Linked DNA regions of Sus scrofa: region 1 is linked to region 2. A link is a contact called in public promoter capture Hi-C data. All regions are on one chromosome and are shown on one strand. Each heading gives the region's core, a stretch centred on a gene start, on an enhancer-like site or on the middle of the called end of the contact. The rest is flanking DNA. Distances are from core to core; before and after follow the strand shown. Region 1 holds the start of FADS1 (fatty acid desaturase 1). Region 2 has its middle 25 kb from the start of FADS2.

Region 1 (3,647 bases), core at 544-3,043, 44 kb before region 2:
GAAGCCAGCAGCGAGGAGGGAGCTAGGGCGGAGCCGGCGGCCAGTGGCACCACACATCCGGACCAATCGCGGTCCCGCCACGGCCGGCCCCGGCCCCAAATCACACTGCAGGAAGCCCCGGCGTTGGCTCTATCTACGCATGCGCTAGTCCACACCTTCGCCGCTGCCTGCATTCCCCAGTGGTCACTAGGGAGACAAGCACAAGCTCCGGCCTGCTGCGTCGGAAGGAGGGGCGGGCCCTCACCCGGTTAGGCTCCAACGCGACCTAACGGGAGCCTTAGCGGCCCGAGGCGCGCTCCGGGATGGCAGGGCGAAAGCTGGGGACAGTGTAAGGGGTCACGCCGCTAGGCAAAGGATGGGAAGAAGGATATCGGGAGAGGGGTCTCAGTGAAGCGAACGCTCCAACCTTTGGGTCCCAAGTTCTCCAACCCAGAAGGGAGATGCTAGGCGCTTTAGTTCTGAGAACAGGTTGTCTAGAGAGGGAAGTAGAATGCCGTCTGGGGTGTGCGCTGGCCCAGTGAGGCAGGATGCGGACCCCGCACTGAGCCTCCGGCCCAGGAATGCATTCAGCTGTCCGCTGCCACGAATAGCTGGAGACCCTGGTGGCCTGAAACTGAGTGACCTCCCCACAGAATTCCAGGACCAATCCGGGGCTCCTCGCTCAAGTGTACACTAATGCAGGCCCCCATTTTCAGCCCGCTGCTCTCATTCCTTCCTGTGCACGAGCAGGCACTAGCCCTTTCCGGCCAGTGGCCCCCTCCCCACCCACCCTCTCGTCTTCACCCAGTGAGTGCCAGGTGGCTTCCCATCTCAGCTGTGTCTCTCAGAGCGGTTCCCTTGTTCTTTGTCCTGCTCGCTAGTGTTGTCGGGCACACTCGTTCCAGACGCGGCTGCGGCCCCCTCCCAGCCACCAAGCCAGGTCAGGAATCCCTCTCTTCAGAGTTCCCATCCTGGCTCAGCGGAAACGAATCTGACTGGCATCCATGAGGACGCAGGTTCGATCCCTGCCTGACCTTGCTCAGTGGGTTAAGGATCCAGCGTTGCCCTGAGCTGTGGTGTAGGTCACAGACGGCTAGGATCTGGTGTTGCTATGGCCAGCGGCTACAGCTCCGATTCGACCCCTAGCCTGGGAATCTCCATCTGCTACCAGTGCGGCCTTAAAAAGACTTAAAAAAAAATCCCTCCCTTTGCCGTTGACCCCTCCTCCTTCGGTCTCGGCGGTACAGGAGGCCCCGGGGTCCCGCCTCCCCGCCCCATCCCACCCCAGCCCAGCTCCGGGGCCTGCCCACGCCTCAAAACCGCAGACTCGGGGGCCACATAGTGAGCGTACCGACCCGAGGCTCAGCCCTTTGTTTGGTATGCACGTTGCCGGCCTCCATTCCCACTCCCCAGACTCCATACTCCACTTTTCGCAGGCTCACTCCTGCCCTTGCATCCCATGCCCGCAGCACACCCCATCAATTAGCAACAGGTACGCTCCAGCGCCTCCCGGCTTTTCCTGGAATTAGTGAGTGTTCGGCCTTGACTGCCAAACTTCTTGTCTCGCGCACCGAGTGTCCGGCCCCGGGCGCCGGACCCTGCCTCCTCCCATGCCCAGGTCTGGCAGCGCTCACCGTAGCATCCTGCCCCGCGTAGTGGCTGATGACCCGGGAGCCCCCGGGGTGCCGGCGGGTGAACTTGGTGACGTTGTACACCTTCCGGTCAATCACGAGCCACTGTTCTTTGCCTCTTCCCGTGCGCTGCGCCACCTCCTCCCAGGTGAAGAAGCGCGGGGTCGACCCCTGGACCGGGTTCTCAGGGGCCATTGGGGCCAGGAGATGCCGCGCGCCAGCCGGGCTGGGGCGGTCAGGAGCGCGCACGGGACACGCGGGGCAGCGCGCGCCGGCCTCGCGTGCTCGGGGAGCCGGTCCGCTGGCGCGCACCCTGAGCCCGCGGTCCGCGCGCCGGCTTTTCAGCAACCAAGGCGGTGGGAGCTGAGCCCCGCTGCGCGCGTTCCTATTGGTCCAGCCGCGTGGCGCGGGGAGCGAGTCCCCGCCCTCCGCCGGCCCCGCGCCGGCGGCCGCGGCCGGAGGGTCGGGTTAGGCTGGCGTTGAACGGGGGCGCGCGCCACCTCGCGGGCCCGCAGCCGGGGGCGCAGAGGGATCCTGTTTCCCGACTTGGCGACTTTTGCTCCCAGGGGGCGTCGCGGGCGGAATAACGGTTCCTGTGGAGGCTCTTGGGAGCGGGCCAGGCGGCACCCAGTGCGGGGGCGCCCTGGGCTTCCAGGGTAGGCGTGGGCTCCGCCTGCGGCGAGGGGCAGAGGCCGAGCCGAGTGGGTGGGCGCAGGGCCCGCCTGGCGGCCGGGGAAGCCTGCCAGCCTCGCGAGGTTCGAGGTTGGAGGCTTCAGTGACGGCGTGGTGGACAGGAGGCTGTCCTAGGGGCCTGGTCTTTGGGCTGCTCCCCACCCCCCCGCCAGTCTCCAGACGCCCACCTGCCTGAGAGCCACCTGATGAACTCCCGCTTCCTCGCCATGCCACTCTACCAATTGTGCGGCTGGAATTAACAGTCAGAGAACCCTTGGCAGTTATCTTGTAAAGCAGAATTATGGTTTATTGGGGGTGGGGCGGGGGTGGTTAATGCTTTACTTTGCTCAGTGTAACATTTAAAATGCCCCGCAATTTTCCTATTTGCCTTTTATTGCTTGTTGGTGTTTTATTTCTGTTCTTTTTTCAATTAACTGAGATTCTTAAATAAAAGAAAGTGGCCCCGCATCTCCAGACCTCTGGGAAGCCCTGTGTGAAGAACCTGGGTCTTCTAGCTGAGGCATCGCCACTCCATCCTGGAGGCACCTGGGAGCCATAGGAGACCTTGAAGTAGAGAGATCAGGGCTCAGAGCTCTGAATTTTAGGAAGGGATGAGGAAGCACACAGAGGCTGGGGGACAGTCAAGAAACTGTTGCCTTTGCAAAGAGACTCAGTTTACATGCAAAATTTTATTTATTCAGCAAACCCTTTACAAAGCACTTACTATGTGCCTGGCCTTGTTTTTAGTGTTTTGCAAACATGTAATTTTCATAACAATCCTATGAGGTAAGGACCTCACTTACAGATGGAGAAATTGAACTGCTGAGAGGTTAAGTATTTTTGTCACACAGCCAGTAAGTGGCAGGACGGAGATTAGAACTGATCTGTGCTCTGATTGCTTAGCTCTGCTGTCTCTCCTCTGATTGTACTAGTGGAATTGCGCAGCCAAGGGAAAGGAGGCCAAACTTTATCCTGTGCACTGAGCTAGTCTTTGCCCCTTGGGGTCAGGAAACTAGAAGTATGGCTAGATATCTGGTAGAAAAGGACCTTCCTCCAACCCAAATCCCTCATTTTTTGAGTTAAGAAAATTGAGGTTCAGAATGGGGAAGGGACTTTCCAAGTTCCCACGGGGAAACCCAGATGGCCTGGCTTCCAGTTAAGATGCCAGGCCACTGCACCTTGCTCGGAAGTGATGGTCCATGCAGCTGCCCCTGTGCAGGCCAAATTTCCATTTAAAAAAAGACTTTGGGAGTTCTCTTGTAGTGCACTGGTTAAGGACCTGGCATTGTCACTGCAGCAGCTTGGGTGGCTGCTGTGGTGCAGGTTCAGTCCCTGGTCCCAGAACTTTCATATGCCCTGGGTGCA
Region 2 (3,714 bases), core at 1,197-3,696:
TCAACCACAGGCTCCTATGCTCTGGAATCAGCATCTCTGGAAGCATAGCCTTGATTCCTGCCTAGCCGACCCCTGGTGCAAATGCAAGTGTCCTCGAACACAGGGTTACACCCGGAGTGCTGATAGGGGATTAAGGGCTAAGCCGTGGGGCTACAGAGCACTAGCTGTGTGCTTAGTTCCTACTTCTCTCTCTCTCTGATTCTGCATGTGATCAAAATTGATACAATGACACCTCCTACAGAGGGCTTGTGTTTTGTTTTTTGGGTTTTTTTGTTTTTGTTTTTGTTTTTTGTCTTTCTTTAGGGCCCCACTCCTGGCATATGGAAGTTCCCAGGCTAGGGGTCCAATCAGAGCTATAGCTGCCGGCCTATACCTCAGCCACAGCAACACGGGATCTGAGCTGCATCTGTAACCCACACCCTTGCTCACAGCAAAGCCGGATCCTTAACTCACTAAGTGAGGCCAGGGACCGAACCCGCATCCTCATGGGTACGAGTGGGTTCATGACTGCTAAGCCACAACGGGAACTCCTCATATCGTGTTTTGATGGGGGGGGGGGTGAAGCGATTGTGGACGGGCTGCCCTTGGCATGTGGATGCTCTGAGAATCATTAGATCTCAGGGTGAGATTTGTGTCTTTGTGATTTGCAGGGTGTGAGGTGGTGGCCCAGGTCTTGAGGCCAGATGCCCAGGTGACGCTGGCCAAGTCCACCTGGTTTGGGTCCTCTGGGCCATCAGTTGCATGTCTGCTGCCCTCCCATGGTGTCTACAGGACAGAGGAAGAGGTATGAACGGCCAGGCACGGCCACAACCTTGCTGCAGGATGTGAGGAACTGACAGTTTCCAGGGCTCCAAGCCTGGCGGATGACCCCATGCTGGCTGCCCAGAAGCATGAAGCTGAAGCTTTGCAAAAGCGAAGAGGATGTTAGGGACCTCATTGCTCAGATAAGGACTAGAGGTTCATGGAGGGAAGGGCTCGCTCAAGGTCACACGGCAGGTGCATATCTGACTGTGGCCGCCAGAATCCCCTTTGCTGAACTCAGGTCTGGCTGAGGGTCTGCACAGGTTAGCATTGGGGAGAGGGAGAATACTCTTCCCTGGAGGCTCTGTGCCCCGAAGTAGAAGGGAGATGTCCCCAGAGATGGGAAATCTGTCACACCTTACCTCAGGAACCCTCAATCCCTTTAGTGCCACGAGGTAAATTGAGGGAACACTCAGACAAGCAAACAGTGGGGCCAGGAGGTGCTCTTTCCAGGTTGGCACTTTCTGTGCCAGGTAAGGGCAGGGACAAAGGCCCAGATACAGGGTTCATGCCCAGGGATGCGAGGGACATCTCAGGTCAAAGATTGTGTTTGTTTCCCTGGCATCATTCGGCCGCCCTCTGTGTTGTCCTCCTGGACCCCAGCGACCTTGGGAGAACCGATACGCTTGCTCTGTCTGCAGCTTTGCATTTCGAGCCACAGGAAACGGTCCAGATCTGACAGCAGCCTGGGGCCTCTCAGCAGAATCAACCACCACTGGCCTGGTCGAGAACACAGGTGGGTACCATGGAGACAAGAGACAGCCCAGCCAAGGCCTGGTTGTTGGCTCTGAAAGAGTCAACCAAGAAGCATCTGTGTCCAGAGGACTTTGACATTTTGTCTTTCCAAGGCCAAATACAACCTTGTTTATCTAGGAAACTTCCAGAATCGAAGAGGGTCTTCCTGCCCATTGTCGTCCCCTGGCCGCCCCCCAAAGCCCTAGTGCTCTGAATATTCCTGTACCAGTATTTGTTTGAATACCTATTTTCAATTATTTGGGACATATACCTAGGAGTGAATTGCTGGACCATATGGGAATTCTATGTTTAACTTAAAAAAAATTTTTTTTAACTGACATATAGTTTTTTTACAATGTTCTGTTAGTTTCAAGTGTACAGCAAAGTCATTTCACTAATTAATTGCTTTTTTTTTAAGGGCTGCACCTGCAGCATACGGAAGTTCCCAGACTAGGGGTCAAATTAGAGCTGCAGCTGCCAGCTTACACCACAGCCACAGTAACACGGGATCCAAGGCGAGTCTGTGACCTACCTTGCAGCTTATGGCCATGCTGGATCATTAACTCATTGAGCGAGGCCAGGGATGGAACCCGCATTCTCATGGATACGAGTCGGGTTTGTTGTCACTGAGCCACAGCAGGAACTCCAGTTTAGTTGTGTGTGTGTGTGTGTGTGTGTGTGTGTGTGTGTGTGTGCATGTACATATATTCTTTTTTCAGATTCTTTTCCACTATGGGTTATTAGAAGATATTTAATATAGTTCCCTGTGCTTTACAGTAGGTCCTTGTTGGTTATGTCTTATGTTTATTTATTTATTTTTTTTAGAGGTAGGAACAGGCTCGGGGAGTGAAATACAACACCCAGTGTCAAAGAGCGAGTACAGATCCTGGCCCTGGCCCCTCCTACTCTCCCATTCTCACCCACAGTGACTCCTGAGTCATTTGGACAGAATAGTGCATAAGCAGCCTGGAAGCTGGAAAATACCAGAGGCAGCGGAAAAATCATTCTGGTTCTGGTAGAGTCAGGGCTTGCTTTTTTTTTTGGCTGCCCCCAAGTCATATGGAAGTTCCTGAGCCAGAGATCAATACTGACCTATGCCACAGGTGCAAGAACGCCAGATCCTTAACCCACTGCACCAGGCTGGGGATTAAACCTCCACAGAGACAAGCTGGATCATTAACCTACTGCATCACAGCAGGAACTCCATATTTAACTTTTTAAAGAATCTCTCTCTCTCTCTTTTTTTTTTTTTTTTTTTTTTCTTTTATCTTTTTGTCTTTTCTAGGGCTGCACCTGCGGCATATGGAGGTTCCCAGGCTAGGGGTCGAATCGGAGCTGTAGCCACTGGCCTATGCCAGAGCCACAGCAACGCAGGATCCGAGCCGCGTCTGCAACGTACACCACAGCTCACGGCAATGCCAGATCGTTAACCCACTGAGCGAGGCCAGGGACCGAACCCGCAACCTCATGGTTCCTAGTGGAATTCGTTAACCGTTGATCCACAACGGGAGCTCCCCATTCATTTATTTTTGATGTTTTCCTTACTCCTAGATGTCTAGACCTACACCGCCCAATACAGTAGTCACCAACCCCACGTAGTTATTTAAATTTAGTTAAAATTAAGTAAAATTAAAGATGCCGATCCTCAGTCACATTAGCTACATTTCAAGCGCTTAGTAGCCACATGTGATGAGTAGCTCCTGTGTTTCCATCAGCCTAGGGTCCATGAGGGTGTTGGTTCCATCCCGTGCTACGGCATGGTGACACAGCCTCCTCTTCCCTCTTCTCCAGCCTTGGGGACATGTTCACTGAATCAGGCAGAAAAGGAATCACCCTTCCTATCAGCTCATTGACCCGGTCTCCAGGGAGGAGGCAAGAGTTTGACTTTTATCTCCTGGATTAATTATCAATAGGCTTTGTGGCCGAGCAACGAAGTGACATTCCCCAGGGTCACCTGGGTCCTATCCCTCGGAGAATATGGGGCAGCATCCTCTCTGGCTTCAGCCCCTTCTTGTCACCTGCCCGCTCCGATCCTTAATAGCAGTGCCGGGCTCGAATGTGGGTAAGGAGACAGTCTTTCAGTGCGGGGTCATTTGCATGTGTATTCATGCCAGCCTGCTCCTTCTTACAGGGAGGTGTTCGACCGTGCCTGCCTTTCCTCACGTAGCAAATGACCCC

Evidence for each region. Promoter capture Hi-C pulls out the DNA fragments that hold promoters and counts their contacts.
Region 1: a contact with region 2 is called in a promoter capture Hi-C map of liver, with 7 times the contacts expected there. The contact joins the promoter of FADS1 here to the enhancer-like site in region 2. A contact is called at or near these places in 1 of 5 promoter capture datasets (liver) and 7 of 47 Hi-C or Micro-C datasets (embryonic fibroblasts, epiblast stem cells, fetal liver and 2 more).

What each region holds. Positions count from the first base shown.
Region 1 is chr2:9,733,571-9,737,217 of Sscrofa11.1, reverse strand. It overlaps FADS1 (fatty acid desaturase 1), which reads right to left and starts at 1,793. Exons shown (of 12, transcript NM_001113041.1): 1 at 1,614-1,793. The coding sequence starts at 1,793.
Region 2 is chr2:9,690,018-9,693,731 of Sscrofa11.1, reverse strand. No RefSeq gene overlaps it. Among named protein-coding and RNA genes, the nearest start is that of FADS2, 25 kb to the right of the region's middle. Within about 2 kb of position 2,446, at least 6 of the 83 cell types and tissues checked have an H3K27ac peak or open chromatin away from gene starts, as enhancers often do. A contact at or near this core is called in fetal liver and liver, where this site is marked.